Regions from separate parts of the Mus musculus genome. Here all the other regions are linked to region 3. A link is a contact called in public Hi-C, HiChIP or PLAC-seq and promoter capture Hi-C data. All regions are on one chromosome and are shown on one strand. The core of a region is the stretch at or near the end of the contact, and the rest is flanking DNA. Distances in the headings are between cores, read along the strand shown. Region 1 overlaps Gm32186 (a long non-coding RNA gene). Region 2 has its middle 30 kb from the start of Gm52061. Region 3 holds the start of Zswim6 (zinc finger SWIM-type containing 6). Region 4 overlaps Ndufaf2 (NADH:ubiquinone oxidoreductase complex assembly factor 2). Region 5 overlaps Ndufaf2 (NADH:ubiquinone oxidoreductase complex assembly factor 2). Region 6 overlaps Zswim6 (zinc finger SWIM-type containing 6). Region 7 has its middle 11 kb from the start of Gm52061.

Region 1 (2,700 bases), core at 80-2,579, 250 kb before region 3:
GAGGGAAGAAGATAGAGGCTCAGCTTGTTTTTTTCTTCTGTTTAATGGACTCCAGCCCAGGAAATGTTGCCACCCACTTGTGGTATGGCTTCTATCTCAATTAACCCAATCTAACATCTCCCTCCTAGACCTCCCCAAACTTACCTCTCATCGATGGTTTCAGAGCCTGTCAAGTTGATGACCAATATTAGCAGAAGCAGTTCCTGTAAGATTACAGAGTGCACTGGCCTTAGATCTTTGCTGTTTATGTTCACATTCTTCCTTAGGTGGAAGGCCTCTAACGTCCCTTGCTTTTCACTCTCCCAGGGTCTGTGCTGTTACTCTTGACATATAGTCCCCATCCCCATGTCCCCATGGGGGACAGAGCAAACAACCCTAACAACGGAGACATAAGCCCAAGCACATGACTCCTCTAGTCCAAGAAGATGTAAGGTCTCCTCCAGGGTGATGAGGGGACTTTGCCAGAATGTTAAGGGCTCTCATCAGTGTGCTGGGCCTCCAGGCTGGGGACAACTATCATAGATTCCCTCTCTGCTTAATTTCAGCTCTAGGACAACTGTCTGGTTAAGTAATGCTCTAATCTGTACAAAACAAAAACAAACAAGCACTATGGTCATTGAGCTATCCCGTCCCTCAGGTCACAGGAACATAACATCCTATAGGAGATTGACTGGAGTGTCAAAGTCCAGGCCCAGAGTCTGGAACATTTTAACAAACTTTTCAGAAAATTCTTTAAAATTTGAGAAATGTTTGGCTAGGATAAAACTTTTTAGCAATAGCATTCTATGCCCTAATTTAATCGATCTTTCTGGAAGTGAAACCTGGCATCTTTGCGCTTAAGAGCTTCACAGCTTGTTCCAGGGTGCAGCCAAACTAGAGAGCCACTCCTTGGCGGAAGCAGAACTCTGAATCAAAGGGCAAAGCCCAAGGTACTGTGCATGCAGCTGAGTTCCAGTCCTCCAAACAGTCATCAGGCATTTGCCTAGTAACAAGGGATTCCTAAAATATTTGCCCTTTTCTAAGCAGAGGCAACATCAGCCTTTTGAATGGCTACTCATTGTCTGTGCCTCATAAAAATATGTTGGGCCTCCACCGCCCAGGGCTCAAGAGCAGCGTGCCCGTTCCTTTGTGAACCCGGGCCTGCCTGACATGGGAAATGGCCCCTTTTGAGGCCGCTTCTCCTTTTGCTTTTGCCACCCCGGGTATTTGTGATTCTGGACAAGGCATACGCCTCCTTACCACGTCACTTTCCTCATTTGCAGACACAGTGTCCATTGATTTCTTTGGTTAAGCTGACTGGTGTCCCTGGCTCACGGCCAGTGACTATTTCTCTGCAGCCATCCTCAGCTTGGGGGTGAGCCAGGAAGGGGGAGAGAGGGCTGCTCGCTCTGAGCACAGACTCCAAGTGCTCTCTGTCCCGTGAGCTCTCCAAGTGTCAGGTTGTTCTTCTGATTCCCTTCAACATGGGCAGGTCAGGCAGAAGGCCTTGGAAGTAAGTCTGTGAACAGAACCAGCACTAGGCTCCCCTGAAATGTGGGCGTTCAGTGCAGTCCAGGCTCCAGCAGAGCCAGGCTTTAGGGGTACAAGCCAGCTTTCAGGGAACCCTCCGAATGACTTGGATGAGCTCTCTGCAACTATACAGCAATGTACCCACGGTGTAAGTATAGTTGTATCTATAGATGGTGACGATGTATTTCTTTTTAACATTACCATGTCACACAATTGCTACAGTCCTTCTTCCTAACCTATTCCTACTCATTGTTAGTCCCGTTGAGCCATGCACACGTGTTTCATGTGCATGTTACAATTTGATCTTCACCACCATTTGGGGAGATAGTTCCTAATATTATGTTCATTGCACAAATGCAAAACCAGGGTTTAAATAATATGGAAAGTGACAAAGTCTAGATACTGTTGTGTGTACCTCCAGACATGGGGTCAAGCCCTCATCTCTACTCTCAGCGTTTCTTGGAGACAGGGTCTTCCCTCCTGGCTATACTTGTTTGGGAACCAGTTATAGTATATGGCATGATCAAAGTTATTCAGAAACTGGGGAGCAGGGGGAGGGAATAGGGGATTTTCGGAGGGGAAACTAGGAAAGGGGATAACATTTGAAATGCAAATAAAGAAAATATCTAATAAAAAATTATTCAGAAACAGTAACAAAGATTGGAAAATAAAATTAGATTCCATTTTTTAAAAAACCCACAAATTTAATATGAAATATTTTTAAATAAAATAGAATCACTAGGAGAAAATACAAGTAGATAGTTGGGAAATTCCAAAGTGGAAAAGGCCTTTACAAAATAACATCAAAAGCAGAAACCATAAACTAAAGTATTAAGAATCTGGGCTCTGCCAATTTAAACATAAATGTAATCAGCAGACTGAGATATGTCACAGTGGTAGAGCAGTTGCCTAGCTTGTGTCAGGTCCTGGGTTCAGTCCCCGGTATGGGGTTGGTGGTGAATTGGCAACTTGCATTAAATTGCAGAATATAGGGAAAATAGATTGAATGTAAAAAATGTTCTTACAAACTAGTAAGAAAAAGATGAATATTCCAATTAAAAATAAAGTAGGCAAAAGAATAAAGACTATATATACATACTATGTATGTAAATTGTATTGTATGTAGTTGATGAGGACACTTCTGCATTCTCAGCAGGTGGGCGTGTACATTGACATAACCTCTCTAAAGGT
Region 2 (2,700 bases), core at 18-2,517, 170 kb before region 3:
ACCAGTGGGCCAGGTAACAATCAGACTAGGAATGTTTAAATGTCTCCCTAATGAAAACAAACAAGACAGGTGATGAGGGAGATGGCTCAATTGATAAGGGCTTACAGTGCACACATGAGAATCTGGGTTTCATCCCTGGGACCCATGCAGAAGAGCCACCACGGTGGTGTTGGCTTGTAATTCCAGCATTCAGGTGGCAGACACAGATGGATCCCAAGGCCGGACTTACTGGCTAGTCTTTGAGCTCTAGGTCATTCCAAAAACAAAGTTGACATGTATAACCTCCAAGGAATGACGAGTCAGTTGACATCTATCCATCCCCCCCACCCCCGCCTGCCCCTGGTCCCACCCCGTGTGTAGTCCCACGCTGAAAGAAAAGACAAATGCCAGACAGGCTCTTCTTTACTGTACCCAACCATGCCAATCAATTATCCAAGTCACCCACAGAGTGTACAGAGACATTTATACCCAATGTGAGGACCTGCTTTGCAAATCCAAGAATCCTCTTTCTCTACAGAAGTTCTAGTTGTGTCCCAGGACGGCTTTAGAGGAAGCAAATCCCTGCCTCAAAGTCACTTCTTTATAAACCATGTGGCTGTCAAAGAAACTGCAAACAGAGGCGCTTGAGAAACGAAGATTGAACACCCCCTCCCCCACCTCTGTCTTCCCTGAGCCACCAGGCAGTCGAAGAAAACCCACTCAGACCTGAAGGGCAAGTAAACCTCGAATGAGAATTCTCCGCTAGGCAGTTTCAAGAAACGTCCCTCACACATCATGGCTGGTTATGAGTCCTCCAGATCTCTCCGAGTGACAGCAATCAAAATGGATTTGGGGAATCTCACCCACAGATTAAATTTACCAGTCCCCAGTACAGATGCTCAGTGACTTTGCCAGAGAGGAGATGGGAGGGTTTGAGGCACGACTTGGAAAAGACAAAACAAAGAGGCTTTTGATCATCTGGCATGATGGAATAGCTTAAAGCAGGGGCTACAGATGCGCTTCAGCTGTGAGCCAGACTGGGCGGGGCTGCTCTGGGACTCGGCTGTGCAATTTCTAGGGAGGCTCCTGCGTTTTTTTTGTTGTTTGTTTGCTTGTTTGTTTTTTAAGATGCTGTGAGCTCAAGCGAATGTATGGATTTTCCCAGGGGGGCCACACTGTACAAGATGTTTCAATAGAACTTTTGCTGAATGCCCTGGGTTCCACTCCAATTTTCCTTCAGGAGAAAGCCTGCCTGGGTTCACCCTGCAGCCAATCTCTCCTGGCTACATTTGGCTTCTGTGGAAACCTGCTGCCTGCCCTTTGGCAGCTATTACTTCTCTGAGTGGCAAGAGGGTAGGTACAGAGAAGGTGTCTGTGCTCCATTGAGAGGCCTGGGGCCTAGTCTTGCCCAGAGGCTACTCTACACACCTGCTTTTCCAAACCATCTTGTTCAACCCAGTCCTTGTGTAACATGAATGTATGTTGAATATAACAAGCAAAAAAAAAAATCTTTTTTTAAACTTAGCTTCATTATATACAGTCCTGTGTCCCTAATAACTCAATCTTGGGAGTGCATCAGATATAGGTATGTCTGACTGGGCTTCTGATGGCTCTAATGCAGGTGGTTCATGAACCACAGTCCAATAAACAAACCTTGGTGATGGGACAGTGCAGATACTGAGGTGATCAGATAGATCCTGCTAATGTGAAAATGAATGGGCTTGCTCTTCCTCTTGGCCCCGCCCCCGTTTTTGTTTTTGCAGTGACTAAGATGTAGATTCGGTGCCCACATCCAAACTAGGCAATCAGATCCAGAAATGGAAAATAGACTTATGCTTAGGGTTCTCTCTGGAGTGTTAGGTGAGTTGGTGTGAGTTTAGGCAGACAGGCAGACAGACAGACAGACAGACACACACAAACACACACACACACACACACACACACACACCCCCCACAGAGGAGAGAGGGGAAAGAGAAGAGGGGAAGGCATGACTTGGAAAGTGGAAAAAGTGATGCCACATGTCATGCAGCTCCACTAAGCAAAAATTGGAAAACTCAGGATAGCTTCTCCCTGTCATCTTGCTCACCCATTTTTAAGTTCATCTTAGCAAATTCTCTTGAGGGTTGGAACTATGTAATATATTCCTTTGGGCTCTACAGTGCTCGGGCACAGTATGTGATCAATAAATGCAATTCCATAAGAAGCGACCGACCATGAACCACTTAGGAGTGGCTATGGAGACAGTTGCCAGGGCTTGGAGCTGTTTGCTGTCTGGGACTGGGTGATCGTGGATACCTCGTGTTTGTGGACCTTCCTGAGTTAACTTGGGATGGTAGTCACACATGCACGACTAAACGGATGCACTCACCGATGCAAACAGCAAGGACGGTGTCTCATGTGCTAAGCACGAAAGGTTCCCCGGCACTATTGCTTGGTCATGACAGTGATGCGAGTGGATCCAAACTCTATGGTTGGATACTAATCCTGAGCATCCTTTTAGTGTATGTGGACCCGGGCAGCACACTGTTTATTCTAAAGCGGAAGTAATGATCTAACTCTTCTAGAGGATATTTCATCCGCTCAACACTGCATTTCTCAAAGGCACATATTTACAATGCAGCGGCCCAGTGAAGAGCCTTGCACAGAGGAAAAGCAGATCCTTCCAAACAGGCCTATGTCTTCCAGGGAGGATCTGTCAAGGGAGCCAAGGGTTTCCTGCT
Region 3 (2,700 bases), core at 21-2,520:
CGCCGCGGAGCTCGTTGCAGACACCTTAAAGCAGCCTGAGTACGAGGGGCCGGCCGGCTAGCCGGCCGGCCGTCGGAGCCCCGAGCGGAGCGGTGGCCGAGCGGGGTTGAAGGGATCGCCACCACCCCACCTCGGACCGCGGGGCGCGGAGCAGCGCCAGAAGAAAGGACGCGAGCCGGGCAGTGCAGAGCGAGCGCCCCGGTCGGCATTGTCTGCGGCCCGCGCCCCCTCCCCCGCGCCGCACGCCCCAGCCCGAGCCCCGCGGCCACCCGCGCCTTTGTCCACGCCCGCCCCGCACACCCGCACTCAGCCTGCCGGACAGACGACCGGGACGCCGACACCCACCACCCCGCCACCGAGGGGCGCGTCCTTGCTGATTCATTTCCCACTCGCGCTAGCCCGTCCGGGGAGACGGGGGCGGGGACCAGCGGGAGGAAATGGGCGCTCCGCTCCGGGGACCGTCCGAGTCGCCCGCTGCTGCACCGCGCGCGCCCGACCCGAGGCGGCCCAGGGGATCGGAGGGGAGACCCTGCCCTCCCCCACCCCCGAGGGACAGGAGGACAGACCGAAGGACCGACGGCCCGCGGCAGCCCCGTGACTCACCGACTTGCAGGACGTTGTCTACGCAGCCACTCTCCAGCAGCGCGATACCCCGGCGGAAGGGCAGCCGCGTCTCGTCGCCGCCGTCCGCAGCGCTGGCCGCCCCCACCGACGGGGTCCCGGTGCCCGCGGCGACGGCGGCGGCGGCGGCTGAGGTGGCGGCCGGCGAGGATGAGGAGCCGCCGCGCCGCCGCGCCGCGCCCGTGCTGCCGCCCGCCGCCGCCGCCGCTGTCGTCGCCGGGGCCGCCCGCGGAGCCGCCGCCGGTGTTGAAGGACGAGTACATGCAGATCTCCCGCTCACTGCGGGGAAAGGACCAGTAGACGATGCGGCGCTGCACCGGCTCCGGGATGCGCTCGAAGCGCTCCTCCACGCGCTGGAACGGCCACTTCTCCGCCACCCTGCGCGCTGCGATGTCCAGCAGAGACTCGGGGCTTTGGGTCTTGCCCGGCGGCAGCAGCCCCAGTGCCGCGCCGCCCCCGCACGCCGCCGCCGCCGCCGCACCGCCCGCCCGCGGGCCGGGCCGACAGGCAGAGCTGTAGCCGCCACCCGCGCCGCCGCCGCTGCTGCCCCCACCACCGCCGCCGCCGCCGCCGCCGCCGCCCGGCCGGCAGCAGAGCCGTTTCGCGGGAGGAGGCTGCTGTCCGCGCTCCGCCATGACCGCGCCGCTTCTAACCCGACAGCGGAAGTGCCGGGACCCTATAAACGGCACAAGGAAGCGCGACACGCACACGCCGTGGCGACGCCACGCTGCCATCTAGGGCCCGCCGCTCCTTGTAGGGGCACGGGAGGTGTGGCCTAGGCCGTGACGACATCGCCGAGGAGGAGCGCCGATAGGGAGAACCTAGGGGAGGGGGCGGGGCCTATGCAAATCACTGGGCTGAAACATAAATAGAGCGCTCCGTGGACACGGGGGTGGCGGGGGCACCCGGGTTGGGTGCCCGGTGGGCTGTGAGAATGTCAGGCTGCTGTGACGCGGGAGGCGGGGCTCAGGCGGGGTTTCCGCGGGAGGGGTCGGGCCGTCTGCCAAGGGGAAGGGTGGGTGGGTCTCTGCGCCCCCTGTCTACTCAACTTAGCCCTCCAGCGCCCTGCCTCCTTTTGATGTCCGCCGAGCGTGGACGCTCCTCGTGGGTCGCCGCGGGGCGGGGAGGGGGGAGGGTTCCGGACTAAATGGAGGGCGGGCCGACTGCTCGATGCCCCACCCCCCAGTCAGCCGGCCCCGCGGGGAAAAGCCTCTGGGCGGAGGAGGCGCTTTCAAAACAAAGAAATGCTGCGTGAAGCCCCGGGGACGCGGCCGAGAGGAAGGCGGGGGAGGCGCGGCCCAGGCCGCCTGCTTTCCTTCCAACCCGGCGAAGCGAACTTCCCCCACCCTCGGCCGTGGCTGCGGCGCAGGGGGGAAAGGGAGGAGGGCTGAGCTCAGCCACTGTTTTCCACTTCACTTTTCGCCGACCCAGGTGGGGAAGGGGCGCGGCTGCCCCGCGTAACTGCAGCGCACCCAGCCCTGAGCCCCGGGTTCGCTCCGGCCCGGTGACACGCCAGGGAGCCGAGTCGATCGAGCGCCCGGACACGCGCAGCGCTCGGATGCTGCCCCGCAGCCGCTGGACGCGCGTCCCGAGCCGGCCGCGCCGCCCTGCCCCGCCCCGCCCTCGCACTCTTTCAGTCCTTCGGGCCAAGAAGCCGGCCCGCCCGGCTTCACCCCAGAGCCCCAGTCGCCCTCTGCCGCGACCTGCTGCAGACCCAGGGGGTCGGGCCGCTCACTTAGAGCGCACACACGGGCAGAGAGGATCGCGCAAACTCTCCAACGCGAGACGGTTGTCGCTCACGGCCGCCCGGTGGCGGACAACAGCCGCGGGCGCTCTGGAATCTGCGGCGGGGCTGAGACCTGGAGTCCTTGGCGCTCCGGACGCGCGCTGCGCTCCCTGCAGCATTGGCGGCGCCCGACCGGCGGGTCCTCCCCGCTGCAGGGCAGCAGGAGAGCGAGCAGCGCTGGGAGACGGTGCCCGGGCGCCAGCGGAGGCGGAGAAACGAGTCCCCGTCTGAACCGGGAACCCTGCGGACATTGTTCTTCGCACTCTGCAGAGCTTGGTTAGATCTCAGCCAAG
Region 4 (2,700 bases), core at 100-2,599, 230 kb after region 3:
GAAAGGAGACCACTCCCAGTCTCCCAGCAGACAGCCATCTCAGACCACCTAACCCGAAAGCGCTTTAGAAAAATAAGGCCCAGTGTGCACTTCCAGGGACGACTACTAGAAGACATAGTATTCTTTTCAAATAAGAATAGTTGAGACTCTCAATTATAACCACAAACAAAACATCTGAAAACATTTTCTATGTTCTAATATTCATAATCTAGTATGTTAATAAAGTTCAATAATTTCACATTCCTATTTTCTAGGTAATCTTATATATTTGGGTCACATTGCTAATTAAATATAATTCTTTTCTCTATAAGGTAACTACTTTTACTTAAACTTGTATAAACTCTAATTTTCCAGAAATGCTATCTGAGGGCATGCTACATTGTTAACGCTGTCCACACAAAGAGCTCTGGATGAACAATGACCCCCCATCCCCAGAGCCTTCGGGTCTCCCAGAGACCACAGGATTTTTCAATTGAGTGTAATATGAAGGGCTTACAAAAGAAGCGTTAAGTACAAAAATACAAGGTTTTGTCTGTTTTGCTTTTTAAAAGCACTTTAAAAGGAGAATGGACTTTTTAGTATAAATTTAAACACGCTTATATTTAATATCTAAGTATATATTTCATCATTTGTAGAAAATCTAGTACATACTTAAAATCTGGGAACATTGTTACTACATAAACAAGAAGAATCAAGTCGTTCTTAAAGGCACAGTATTATACAGGCTTTTCCTGAACCCCTGTAAAATGACGGTATTACAGAGACAAAAGGCAAGCTTGTTTTCTATGGGATTGGAATAACGATTTCATGGGCTTGCACGTAACCTGCAATTCACCTGAGAACAGCAATCAACTACCCCAGAATGTTCTGGCTGTTCTGAATGAGTGTTCAAATCTCTGAAGGCTCTTACGAAGAGACCCTGTGTGATGGAGTTCTGTAGCTTTAACAACTGCCTTATTTTTGCTGTTTAAATAGTGAAGACTGACTTTTAAGTATATATTAGGTTTTCTATAGATGAATAAACACATATTTAGATATCAAATGTAGACATATTTAGTTAAAATCAATTAGGCTGAGGAGTCTTTCCCTCCTGGCTGTCTATATTTTTCTTTAATCCCGGTCAGTGTAAACCCTTATTACCAGTAATTTGCGGCTGGAACGTCGAGGAAAATGCTGGCCTCACAGGTTTTTGTCATGTCTCCCCCTCTTTCCCTGCAGGCTTCTACTGTTGATGGCCTTTATGGAAATATGAATTCAATCAGCAGCTGCACATTTTATGAGACGTCCATCTTCATGCTGAATTTCTAACTGAGTGTCAAAACAATCCGTGGGTCTCTCCCTGATGAAACGCACATTGAATTGTAAATTTCTGCAATTTCCTCACGTTTGACTTTCGGCTGCCAGCCTGGAAACAGCCTACTGGCCTCAGCAAATCACTCTCCATTCTTCCGTCTTCACTGCATGTAAAGAGTTAAAATAACAAAGAGCACGGTGGCAGCTTCCCCAGCATGGACAATTAAATTTTCTGCATTAATAAGGAAACAAGCCAAATCCCCCTAAAATACACGATACATCTTATAGAGACCGTTACCTAAGAGCGTGTGAGTGCTATACGGTCATCTGTATTTACTTATGCTGCTCGGTGAGGGAGACAAGCTTTGACAAAACTAGTATTTTCTATATATGATATCCATGGAGTGCCTAACTGAAAAGCAGCCACAAAGTCATGACTAGCAATGACAAGTTTAATGAGAGACATTTTTTGTCAGGTATTTCCAAGATAAAAATACTAAAAGAATTAAAACAGCCAGACAGGGCATACTTCTTAATATATAATTACAACTGGGTTAATTTTTCACCAAAGAATCATTTTCAACTGAAAAACAAATGGAACTGCTTTTAAAGAACACACTATTACAAAACCTATGTTGTTTTAGAACTAAATAAGGAAAATGTCTCGAGCTTTGAATTAAGAATTCACTATACTTTGCTTCAAGATACCTACAAGATACTGCTTCTTATAAACAGTTTTCACTGTTACAAAAAAAAAAAAAAGCCGGGAAGCTGCTGCAGTAAGCAAGCACTATGTCCCTAGAATCATAACGGAAACAATGGCTTTTCAGTCATTTCTTTAATAAACATTTATCGAACATCTCCTGTGTACCAGGTAACGCTTACTGGGCCGAGAGGAGACAGAGATCCGAGCACCCCGTGCTCTTCTCTCCGAGAGAGATGGCAACAACAAAACAGCTGCTAAAGCGAGGCGCTGTAAGTGCTATGAACTGGAACAAACTCAGAAGAGCACTGGAGAGGGACAACTGTCCGTAGACAGCGATGACACTTCCAGAGACAGAGGAGTCACCAGGAAGGCAGCATAAAGAAGAGCTGACCTCCAGGCAGGGGCAGTTCATGGCACACAGCAGCAAAGCACAGAGGGACTGTGAAAAACTGGTAGGAGCCAGACATGGCCAACAGGGCTGATGTGTGGTGACGGGCTAGACTAGGTAGGCTGGAGTCTTAAAATATTTATTGAAGCATTTACTTTTTAAATAATAAAATATTTATTGAAACATTAACTAGAATGCAGGACAGTGGGAGAGATTTTAAGCATGAATATAAAACTAACACATTTCTCAAAAGCATATGAAACCATACAAACTAGAGTATAATGAAAAAGAACATAAATTCCTGGAGCCAGTC
Region 5 (2,700 bases), core at 68-2,567, 170 kb after region 3:
GTGGTGGTGAGGCTGAGAAGCCTCTGTGCTCTTGGGTGGGAAGCATGGAGGGGGGCAGCAGACCAACTCACCGTTTCGGAGAGCGACTGCGAAGCATGTCCTTAGCCATGGCTGCAAAGACAAAAGGCCATGCCAGCCCTCAGTGCTCGGCAAGGGGAGGTTGAGGCCAAGGTGAGATAAAAACTGAGAAAAAGAGGTATGTGTGTGCATGGTATGTGCATGTGCACATGTGTGTTACACATTCATATACCAAATGATATGTCTGTAAAACATTCAGGTTCTTTTTACCAAAATCAGCTCCTCTGTGGTCAAACATCCAAACAGTTTGGCCTCAAGTGTTTGAGGACTCAGGCATAGGCCCTCTTATTTCTACAGGGATAACTGTTTTTCATGCTGCAAGTTTAAACACTATTTCCATATTGCTGAACAATCTCAGATTTATACTTTTAGCCCTGACAGATTTCTAGGGTCCAAAGCTCTAAGTCAAACTAGCCCATTAGACTTGACAGTTTCATTCAAACTGTCCATAGGCCACAAGGTCACATGACTAGCCTGTACTTGAAGTAGGAATCTGCTTCTACCTGCTGCTGCCAGGTACTTGTCACAAGCCACTCACAAGGCTCCCATAGAGTTGGGGCCAATGCAGGCGTGTCTATCTGCTCTCCCTGGACCCCTGACAGCTCTGTCGTGTTTCACTGGCCTCTCTTCCCAATCCTCATCTGCTAAACTACAGGCCAGCTCCAAGGCAACAGCCGACAACGTGCACAGACAGCCTTGAAAGTTACTGATCACTCTCGGAGTAGGCTTTGTCACAATCAAATGCACATTAGGGGGAAGATCTGATGAGGAGGTGGAGGCAGGAGGGGGGAGGTAGGAAAAGTTAGAGGAGGAGGGGCTTCACTGTGCATATTTACAGAGCTGCTCCTGTGTCCCCTTCCATCCTCTACCTACGCAGCACTAGATCTTACCAGCTCTTCCTACTGCACCTTGAACTCTGCATTTGTTGCTACCTCTCCTGCCAAGAGCATTTCTTACTAGGACTACAGGCACTTCCTAACATGTCTCCTTGGGCCTCCTGGCCAACAGAGGCTGACTTTTCATGCCAGTTCTCACTAACAAACCTTCATGGGTTTATTATAAGTTACGTTAGATTTGCATGTAGGAGACTCCAGATCCTTCCCAGCTGCAGGGGGAGCTGTGACAAGACAGCTCACACCTGTCCACGCTGCTGTCGCGTGGAGCAGTAGCAGAGGGCTGCAACTCACTCATATACTAATGCTTTAAGGGAAGGAAGCCTATCCAGTGAAATAGACAGGCAAGGACATAAAGCCAGGCCACCCCAACCAGACGGGCAGTACAAACGTGCTCAGGATCCCCAAGAGCTTGCCAGAGCTTTGCTGGGCCTCTGTCTCTGTTTGACTTCGTCGTTTTGTCCTTTGTCCTCTTTCTTCCACAAGGATCTACTAGACACCTTCTACTGTAACTTCATCTTGGGCCTGCAGCCTACGAGGAGGGTCAGGGATCTGACTGCACTCTCTTCTCCTCCAATCATGGCTCTCTCTGCTAAGCTGCAGCCCCACTGGCTGCTCCTATGTTCTTCAGACACTCTCCCCGTTGTCACTGGGCCCTTTTTCCGCCTGGGAGGCTTTTCTTCCAGCTATTCATATGGCTGCCTAAGTCTCATGGTAAAGAGAAGATCACAACCCACAGACAGCTCCCCTTGTCAAGCTATGTAGTGATTGTTGCACAGTAAAATTAAGCAAAACGGCAGAGTCACCAAAATTCATGCCTCACCCTTGCTCTGCATACTGGTCTCTCCCTCCGCGGCTAATCTTTTATTTAAAAACCAAACCAAGCCAAACAAACAAACAAAAGCAAAACAAAACAGATTTTTCTATATACTTTCTGCTTTTTTTCATAAAATAGGCAAATTACCTATCTGGCCGTCCTTCAGCTATCATTCACATTCATATGCGATCAATTTCTTGTTAATCTACTTGTTTGAAACTCTGTTGTGGCACTAAGTCCATATTGCTATGCTTTCTTTTGTCGTCTCGTTTTAGTCTCTGGGAACTCCCTTGTGTGGCCATACCATTGCCTTTGTCTGATAATTGAGTAGATTTCTAGACGTTGGGTTGCCAAGGCAGAAGGCAAATATATATGCAGTTTGGTTGCCATAGGCAATGAGTTCTTGTCAGCTCTTTTTGGCTCGGTCCCCCTTTGTCCCTCAGACACAGTGCCTAGAACAGGGGCTAGATTATAAGGTGCACTCAGCACGTATTTGCTGAATGAATAAATGGCTCCACATAGTGCACTGTATCACACATGCAAAGCTAAATTTAAACACCTAACAATTAAGAATAAATTGTATTTCACCATTAATAAGTTATGGTTCTAAATAATTTTACAGGCCTTTTCTTCATAGTAACAAAAAATGCCATAGATTCTTGAAAACTGGAAAAGGATATTTATACTCTTAGGAATTTATATTAGTTTTTAAAAATAAATGTGGCAAAGATGATGCTTTTGAAATTGGGAAAAATGTATCTTTGTGTATCTTCACTTGTCAATCATTAAGCATTCGGCTTTGAATATATCACTACTCAAATACGGAGTTCCTAAGTTAGGTTAAAGAAAGAAACTTTAATAATCAGCCAACTTTTTAGACCCCCAAAGCTTTTTACCCCCAAGAGAAACAAG
Region 6 (2,700 bases), core at 109-2,608, 150 kb before region 3:
AGCAAAACCCTAACTGAGACACTGTCCAATCAGCAGCTGAGAACCAGTAACAGACTTGTTGTTACTACTACAGTATTTATCCAAAATGAGAAAACTAACAAACTGAGATAAAGACAAGGTCAGGTGTCCTGTCGGTTGCTCACTCATCAAAAGTCATTTGTAGACCTTGAAAAACCAACCGAACCGCTACCTCAGCAAGCAGGGGTTCTGCTCTGATCACTTTGAATAGATAACAAGTCCTCCAACACAGACTATTATGGCTATAAAAGTATAGAGTGCCAGGCCTTGTTTCAGACTTTCTAGGGATTAGTGGGTCCATCTCAGCAGCTCTTAGAGACAGCCCCTCTGTTGAGACCGGCTGTGCAGAAGAGGGACCTCAGAAACTGAGACAGTAGCCATCAGCTGAGGGCGCCCACCCGAGACGAGCTGCTGGGATTTAAGGATGGGCAGCCACTGTGAAGTCCTTAGTGTTTACATTAGAACACCAGGAAGGTATCCAGCTTCCATTTTAGATGATCCAGACAGATCATCAGCTGTTCAAAAAATAAAAATCTCCATAATTAGGTAGGAATTTGTTTTTTTTCAACATTCAACCAAAACAACTTGGATTTTATTTTTACAGATATGTTATCAAATTAAAAAAAAAATTCATTCATCTTTAGCTTATGTGTATGGGTGTCTGATTGCACGTATGGCTGTGTTCCACATGAGTGCATTGTCAAACACTTTTAGGAATGGTGAATAAAGGCCATTTCCATGGCTGTACTTTCAAAACTCCATCTCTTCCAGCAGAACGTGAAACCAAGTTCCATCCACACCAGGAATCCCATTCCAATAGACAATCTCTTTCATAATCACCTTTTTTTTGAGTCCGGAACATTTCCAACTGTTTCTGCTGTTGTCGTCGTAATGTGTTCACAATAGCTATTGCTAGTCTCAGTGCTTCTCTGGGGTACCCGTGAGAACGCAACGCATCCACTCTTGCACAGGCTGTAGGGACGTGTTCTACAAACAGAAACCCAGTAAGGGGGCAAAGTGGCCGCTGTTAGATCCATCCATAAAAGCGGGCTACTACAGTAAGATGTTCCTCCCCAAGAGCCATAGAAGAAGATATAAGAAACCATTTCTGAACTTGGATCTGAATGGAAATTTCAGCCCCCTGTGCCAAGCATTCATGCGTTGCCCATTGAATACCTCGCTCCTCTACCTCCCACTCCAATAATGCTATAGAAACTAAACAAAGGAGTAAGTCATGGAAAAGTCTTTCCGGTTTGGCCACTTACCATGCCAGAGGGGCCACCCCCGGGAGTCAAAGAGGGAGTTTTCAGTGTCGTCATGGTAACAGTAGTTGGTGTACAGGTCACTGCTGATAATGTGCTGCAAGTGGCTATCCTGCCAGTGGAGATCACATGCCTCGATGGCTCTCGTGAACACTGTCCGATGAGGCCTGTTCGATGAATCTGTTTTTTCCACAATTCAGAAAGCCGTGTCAGCTATTATTCACATGTGAATAAATCAGTCATACCACTCTGCGGCCAGATGTTCATGAACCCACACACACTGCCCTGCACCCACTAAGCAGAAGGGCGCAGGGTGAATGGATAGTCTCACATCCTAAATGCTCGATGGCAGTTAGCCTAAAGAGTTTCCAGACATTTACTTGTTGTATCAAACACAAACATTCTGCAGCCATTAAAGCTATTGTTAAAGGCATCCTGCAAAAAGAATTGTCATGTCTAGTCTCCATGTCGAAGATACGCTAAAGAGGCACTTGTCTTTTAAAAAAAAAAAATCCCATGAAAACTCACTGCTCCCCACTTCTGAGGTAGTGTTGGGCTGCCCCTGATGGGATCAACAGCTCTCACAAACACTATGCAAGAGATGCGACACCAGCCATGGAACCTTTCAGGAAGACGCAGTCAGCCTTAAAACTATGCGTAAGGGTTGTGCTTTTGGTTGTATTTTTTAACTATATTGTGCGGTTTTGCACAATTAAAACTATTATGCTTCTTGGGATATAATGGTTAAATGCCACTTTATATCCCAAAGGGCATAAATGCATCTGTTTAACATTTCACAAAGCCACACAACATAGCTACAAAACAAACCAGCGCACTTACCTTGCCCCTATAGGCTGTCTCCTGACTCCTGGACAGGTTCCATGGCTGGTGTGATGTCCCCAGCATAGTGTATGCCGGGGCATCACAAGAGAGCAGAAGCATACAGTCCGAAGGGGGTTCAAGGTTCAGGACCTGACGAAGAAAAGAAATGTTTGGGGAATAAAGGATATTCTCACCTCGGCTCCTTGGGTTGTTCAATTCCTAAAGAGACTACTACAGGAACTCCCGCCCCTTGGGCCCCAACTCTAAACTAACTTTCAGCTGAACCGTGGGGCAATGAACAATTCATTTACATATACCTAATAGTGCTCAAGGACAGTCCCCTTCACTGCTCTCGGAGACTCAACCAAAGAAGCAGCAAAATGAGGAAAGGCTTTATCTTCCTGTCATTGGACTTCTGTCTGAGCAGACAGAAGGCAAACCACCAACAGCGAGCACAACTGTGCTGAGAAGAGCAGCCTGGTGGCTTCATCTACCCCCGGCTCTGTCCTGCTGAGGGAACTAAGCAGCAACAGAGACACCATGACTTGTAGCAGTCTCACAGCCAAGTACTGCCGAGAGTCAAACACACCCCTTAATT
Region 7 (2,700 bases), core at 121-2,620, 190 kb before region 3:
ACATGTCCTAGCCTTTCCGATGCTAGCTAGCTCTGTTTTTTAAGCCTGAGTTCTGGGCCAACAGGAGGTGGACCAGATGGCACATGTAGCTCTGAGTCTCATTCTCTCCTTCTTCACCCTCCTTTTCCCCACCTGGAATGCAGATGTGCTAGCCAGTCAGGTTGGTCTATGTAGAGCATGGAGGTTGGAGGAGAAAGGGCACTCGTCTCAGACTGCATGTGGGGGGGTGGGGGACGGTGGTTTCCTCACCAGCAGCACTGTCAGCCTCCACCAAGAAATGCCTTCTGCTGGGGCTACCTCACATCTGCCTCACAACAACTGAGTTCAAGTTTAAACTAGTACAAGGCGCTTTGTATGTGCTTCCTGAACCACACTCGTGGATAATAGATTTTGCTTCTACCCAGGAAATAAGACAGAAAGGCTTTTCCATTTGAAAATTTAGACTTAAGTTTTAGGCAGCCTCACCTTGGAAATCATTTCTCCATGCCCTGGTCAAACACAAGGTCCCCTGGGAAACCGAACTGACCCTGCACTGGATCGATTTAAAAGTGTTTCTCCAAGATCAAATGTAGGTCGGGTGTGCCTTGACTAGCAGAGTGTGACTCCCTTTTGCCTGGGAAGCCTCACTGCATTGAAAATCAAGGCCCAGGCAAGTATTCTTCAAAGACTCCTGTGACCCCAATGCCCTCTCACTTTCTTCTGTGTTTAGTCTTCTGATTTGCTAAAGTCTGGGTCCCCCCAAGGAATCTGTACATCTCACTGCGGAAAGAGTCCAGTTCTTGTTTGTGGCTTTCTCCACACGTCCTCTCCTGCTCCTTGGAGTCCAAGGTGCTCACCAGTGAGATGCCCCAACCCCACCCCAGGCTGCTCTAGACACGAGGGGCTGAGAGAGGGAATGTGCCCTGTAGCTCAGCAGAAGGTACAGAGATCTGCCTGAGCAGCCACATCCCCAACCACTGGGCTTGCATCATGCCACTTACAGGAACTGGGCGCCACATGTCCGGTGAAATAGAAGATACAGGAAATGAGCTAGATTCCTAGGTTTGAGGGAGGGCAGGCTCCTCCTTAGCCAGAGGAGTCAGGACAACAGCAGCCACACATGGCACGCTGAGCCCTTGGCAAACGGCACAAAGGAAGGCTGTGTCTATCCATTCTGGGGACAATTTGGGGGTGGGAAGCTGGAAAGCTAACCTTGTTTCTTTTTCCCTTAGCACAAAGCATTGAAAAGTCAAAGTGACGTGTGTGTGTGTGTGTGTGTGTGTGTGTGTGTGTGTGTGTGCTTGCTGTAGCACATGTTTTATGCATGACTGTGCATCAAGCAGTCTGGGAGTTCTACAGACTGTGTTAGGAGGCACAAAGACAAAATGGGCTCACGTAGCAGACAAAACCAGTCCTGGAAAAAAAAAAAAACAGCCCCAAGTGCTGGGGGTTTGGGAGGTGTTCTGACTCAGCAGCTCAAACCATACACCCCGGTTCCTCCCTTGCAGAGCCTCACAGTGGCATTTAAAGCCAGGGTCCAGACTCTATGAGGGGGCTGAGCTGCCAGACCGGGGTGGCTCATGCCACCTCCATCCTCTCCTTCCTCAGATCTCAACCTGGGACCAGACCCTCTACCCTGAAAAAAAATAAGAAGTTAACCTAAACACTTGAGCGTCTCTTCCTCTCCTAATGGCTTGCTAATCATCTCTTGGTCCACCTGTGTATGCACACAGGGTCTTTCTTAGATCCCACAGTGGGACTGGAAGCTTCTGGGGACAAGGGCTCAAACATCTCTCCCTTCAGTGCCCATGGCCTCTTGCACGATGCCTCACACAGACAGGTTTTAATGAGTATTTGACTAGCGGGTCTGGTTTAGTATGGAAGGATTCCTTTTCTTTCTGCACTTTACAAAACTAGGTGTTGATAAGGTCCAGTCACCCCCAACCCTGCGGCCAGTTCTGGAGGTTTTTGCTGCCGCTACACTGTGTGCTTTCAGCTGTGAGCACAGAGCAAAATAAAGGCATGCCAGAGTCACCTACCACCTTCTCGTCCCTCTCTCCAGGTCCTCCTGTTTCTGGGGAAAACCATCAAAGGCACTGAGGCTGGTAACAATTACCAAGGAATGAAATATCAATCCCTCTTTTGCCGCTGCTAGGTAATGACATTAGAAGTTCCCTGTGATTGTCCTGGGATGTATGGGAGTTAGCATGAGGTAGAAGTGAGGGCTCTATGGAACTTCCGTGTAGGACTTCCTCCAAGGGGAAAGCAGATACCCACACAAAATGGCTTCCTGACTGAACAGGAGGACTTGGGACCTTAATCTGGTGGCATTGGACTAGCACTGACCTGAGTTTCTAGTAGAGAATCCATTTCCTGTGTGTCTCCAGAAACCACCTCAGTGTATTTCCGGGAAGTATTTCTGTCAGCTTCTTCCACACCTCAGGTTTATGACCAGGACAGCAGGGGACCTGGGTTGTGGCACTGGTAGAAGACAGTGTCTGGTCCTTTTGGTCCTTCATTGCTCTCTGTTCCAGTGCCCCAGACTCCGGTAGATCCACCCTCCTGGCAGGCATCCTCTTGGCCCCAGTCTTGACACGTGTGCTCTGTATCTGGGTGTGTTTCTCCAGAGTGCTTGTGGCACTGCTTCCCCTCATTCAGGGGTGACTGCAATGTCACTCTCTTCCAGAACTCTCTCCTAAAATGACCCCCCCACCATGCCCA

What was found. Promoter capture Hi-C pulls out the DNA fragments that hold promoters and counts their contacts. A called contact is a pair of places that touch in the nucleus more often than the background predicts. HiChIP or PLAC-seq counts read pairs in DNA pulled down with a chosen protein or histone mark.
Region 1: a promoter capture Hi-C map of liver shows a contact between it and region 3. The contact joins the enhancer-like site here to the promoter of Zswim6 in region 3. A contact is called at or near these places in 13 of 39 promoter capture datasets (3T3-L1-derived adipocytes, the HPC-7 cell line, cranial neural crest and 6 more), 12 of 484 Hi-C or Micro-C datasets (brain, cerebral cortex, cortical glia and 5 more), 17 of 115 datasets of contacts at active chromatin or transcription factors (astrocytes, bone marrow-derived macrophages, craniofacial prominence and 9 more) and 1 of 9 other capture datasets (embryonic stem cells).
Region 2: a contact with region 3 is called in an H3K4me3 HiChIP or PLAC-seq map of forebrain, with 2.7 times the contacts expected there. The contact joins the enhancer-like site here to the promoter of Zswim6 in region 3. A contact is called at or near these places in 8 of 39 promoter capture datasets (embryonic stem cells, epiblast stem cells, hippocampal neurons and 4 more), 1 of 15 datasets of contacts at CTCF or cohesin (CD8 T cells), 6 of 484 Hi-C or Micro-C datasets (bone marrow-derived macrophages, embryonic stem cells, nephron progenitors and 3 more), 13 of 115 datasets of contacts at active chromatin or transcription factors (bone marrow-derived macrophages, embryonic basal ganglia, embryonic forebrain and 7 more) and 2 of 9 other capture datasets (adipose tissue and liver).
Region 4: a contact with region 3 is called in an H3K4me3 HiChIP or PLAC-seq map of embryonic forebrain, with 3 times the contacts expected there. The contact joins the enhancer-like site here to the promoter of Zswim6 in region 3. A contact is called at or near these places in 15 of 39 promoter capture datasets (the 3T3-L1 cell line, 3T3-L1-derived adipocytes, the HPC-7 cell line and 8 more), 10 of 484 Hi-C or Micro-C datasets (Sertoli cells, cerebral cortex, cortical neurons and 5 more) and 13 of 115 datasets of contacts at active chromatin or transcription factors (bone marrow-derived macrophages, cardiomyocytes, craniofacial prominence and 8 more).
Region 5: a Hi-C map of stem cell-derived motor neurons shows a contact between it and region 3, with 6 times the contacts expected there. The contact joins the enhancer-like site here to the promoter of Zswim6 in region 3. A contact is called at or near these places in 8 of 39 promoter capture datasets (the HPC-7 cell line, cranial neural crest, embryonic stem cells and 4 more), 1 of 484 Hi-C or Micro-C datasets (stem cell-derived motor neurons) and 10 of 115 datasets of contacts at active chromatin or transcription factors (bone marrow-derived macrophages, embryonic basal ganglia, embryonic forebrain and 7 more).
Region 6: a contact with region 3 is called in an H3K4me3 HiChIP or PLAC-seq map of neural tube, with 2.5 times the contacts expected there. The contact joins the enhancer-like site here to the promoter of Zswim6 in region 3. A contact is called at or near these places in 10 of 39 promoter capture datasets (the 3T3-L1 cell line, 3T3-L1-derived adipocytes, the HPC-7 cell line and 6 more), 1 of 15 datasets of contacts at CTCF or cohesin (CD8 T cells), 18 of 484 Hi-C or Micro-C datasets (3T3-L1-derived adipocytes, the HPC-7 cell line, astrocytes and 11 more), 15 of 115 datasets of contacts at active chromatin or transcription factors (bone marrow-derived macrophages, cardiomyocytes, differentiating embryonic stem cells and 10 more) and 4 of 9 other capture datasets (adipose tissue, embryonic stem cells, liver and 1 more).
Region 7: a contact with region 3 is called in an H3K4me3 HiChIP or PLAC-seq map of bone marrow-derived macrophages, with 2.2 times the contacts expected there. The contact joins the enhancer-like site here to the promoter of Zswim6 in region 3. A contact is called at or near these places in 7 of 39 promoter capture datasets (3T3-L1-derived adipocytes, the HPC-7 cell line, cranial neural crest and 3 more), 3 of 484 Hi-C or Micro-C datasets (embryonic stem cells, pancreatic cancer cells and reprogramming fibroblasts), 15 of 115 datasets of contacts at active chromatin or transcription factors (CD8 T cells, the NIH/3T3 cell line, bone marrow-derived macrophages and 9 more) and 1 of 9 other capture datasets (liver).

What each region holds. Positions count from the first base shown.
Region 1 is chr13:107,641,207-107,643,906 of GRCm38.p6, forward strand. Gm32186 (a long non-coding RNA gene) reads right to left here. Exons shown (of 8, transcript XR_873933.2): 4 at 1,240-2,700; 5 at 145-203. Among named protein-coding and RNA genes, the nearest start is that of Gm32186, 22 kb to the right of the region's middle. Within about 2 kb of position 1,330, at least 63 of the 459 cell types and tissues checked have an H3K27ac peak or open chromatin away from gene starts, as enhancers often do. A contact at or near this core is called in astrocytes, brain, cerebral cortex and 8 more, where this site is marked.
Region 2 is chr13:107,718,439-107,721,138 of GRCm38.p6, forward strand. No RefSeq gene overlaps it. Among named protein-coding and RNA genes, the nearest start is that of Gm52061, 30 kb to the left of the region's middle. Within about 2 kb of position 1,268, at least 27 of the 459 cell types and tissues checked have an H3K27ac peak or open chromatin away from gene starts, as enhancers often do. A contact at or near this core is called in forebrain, where this site is marked.
Region 3 is chr13:107,888,794-107,891,493 of GRCm38.p6, forward strand. It overlaps Zswim6 (zinc finger SWIM-type containing 6), which reads right to left and starts at 1,271. Exons shown (of 18, transcript NM_145456.3): 1 at 811-1,271; 2 at 801-809; 3 at 793-798; 4 at 788-790; 5 at 604-785. The coding sequence starts at 1,256.
Region 4 is chr13:108,121,967-108,124,666 of GRCm38.p6, forward strand. The region is part of intron 1 of Ndufaf2 (NADH:ubiquinone oxidoreductase complex assembly factor 2); the gene reads right to left. Among named protein-coding and RNA genes, the nearest start is that of Gm52057, 13 kb to the right of the region's middle. Within about 2 kb of position 1,350, at least 8 of the 459 cell types and tissues checked have an H3K27ac peak or open chromatin away from gene starts, as enhancers often do. A contact at or near this core is called in cortical neurons and embryonic forebrain, where this site is marked.
Region 5 is chr13:108,062,379-108,065,078 of GRCm38.p6, forward strand. All of the region lies in intron 3 of Ndufaf2 (NADH:ubiquinone oxidoreductase complex assembly factor 2), which reads right to left. Among named protein-coding and RNA genes, the nearest start is that of Smim15, 19 kb to the left of the region's middle. Within about 2 kb of position 1,318, at least 7 of the 459 cell types and tissues checked have an H3K27ac peak or open chromatin away from gene starts, as enhancers often do. A contact at or near this core is called in neural tube and stem cell-derived motor neurons, where this site is marked.
Region 6 is chr13:107,742,678-107,745,377 of GRCm38.p6, forward strand. It overlaps Zswim6 (zinc finger SWIM-type containing 6), which reads right to left. Exons shown (of 18, transcript NM_145456.3): 10 at 1,284-1,460; 11 at 859-1,005. Among named protein-coding and RNA genes, the nearest start is that of Gm52061, 55 kb to the left of the region's middle. Within about 2 kb of position 1,359, at least 25 of the 459 cell types and tissues checked have an H3K27ac peak or open chromatin away from gene starts, as enhancers often do. A contact at or near this core is called in neural progenitor cells, neural tube, stem cell-derived neural progenitor cells and 2 more, where this site is marked.
Region 7 is chr13:107,699,436-107,702,135 of GRCm38.p6, forward strand. No RefSeq gene overlaps it. Among named protein-coding and RNA genes, the nearest start is that of Gm52061, 11 kb to the left of the region's middle. Within about 2 kb of position 1,371, at least 156 of the 459 cell types and tissues checked have an H3K27ac peak or open chromatin away from gene starts, as enhancers often do. A contact at or near this core is called in CD8 T cells, the HPC-7 cell line, the NIH/3T3 cell line and 3 more, where this site is marked.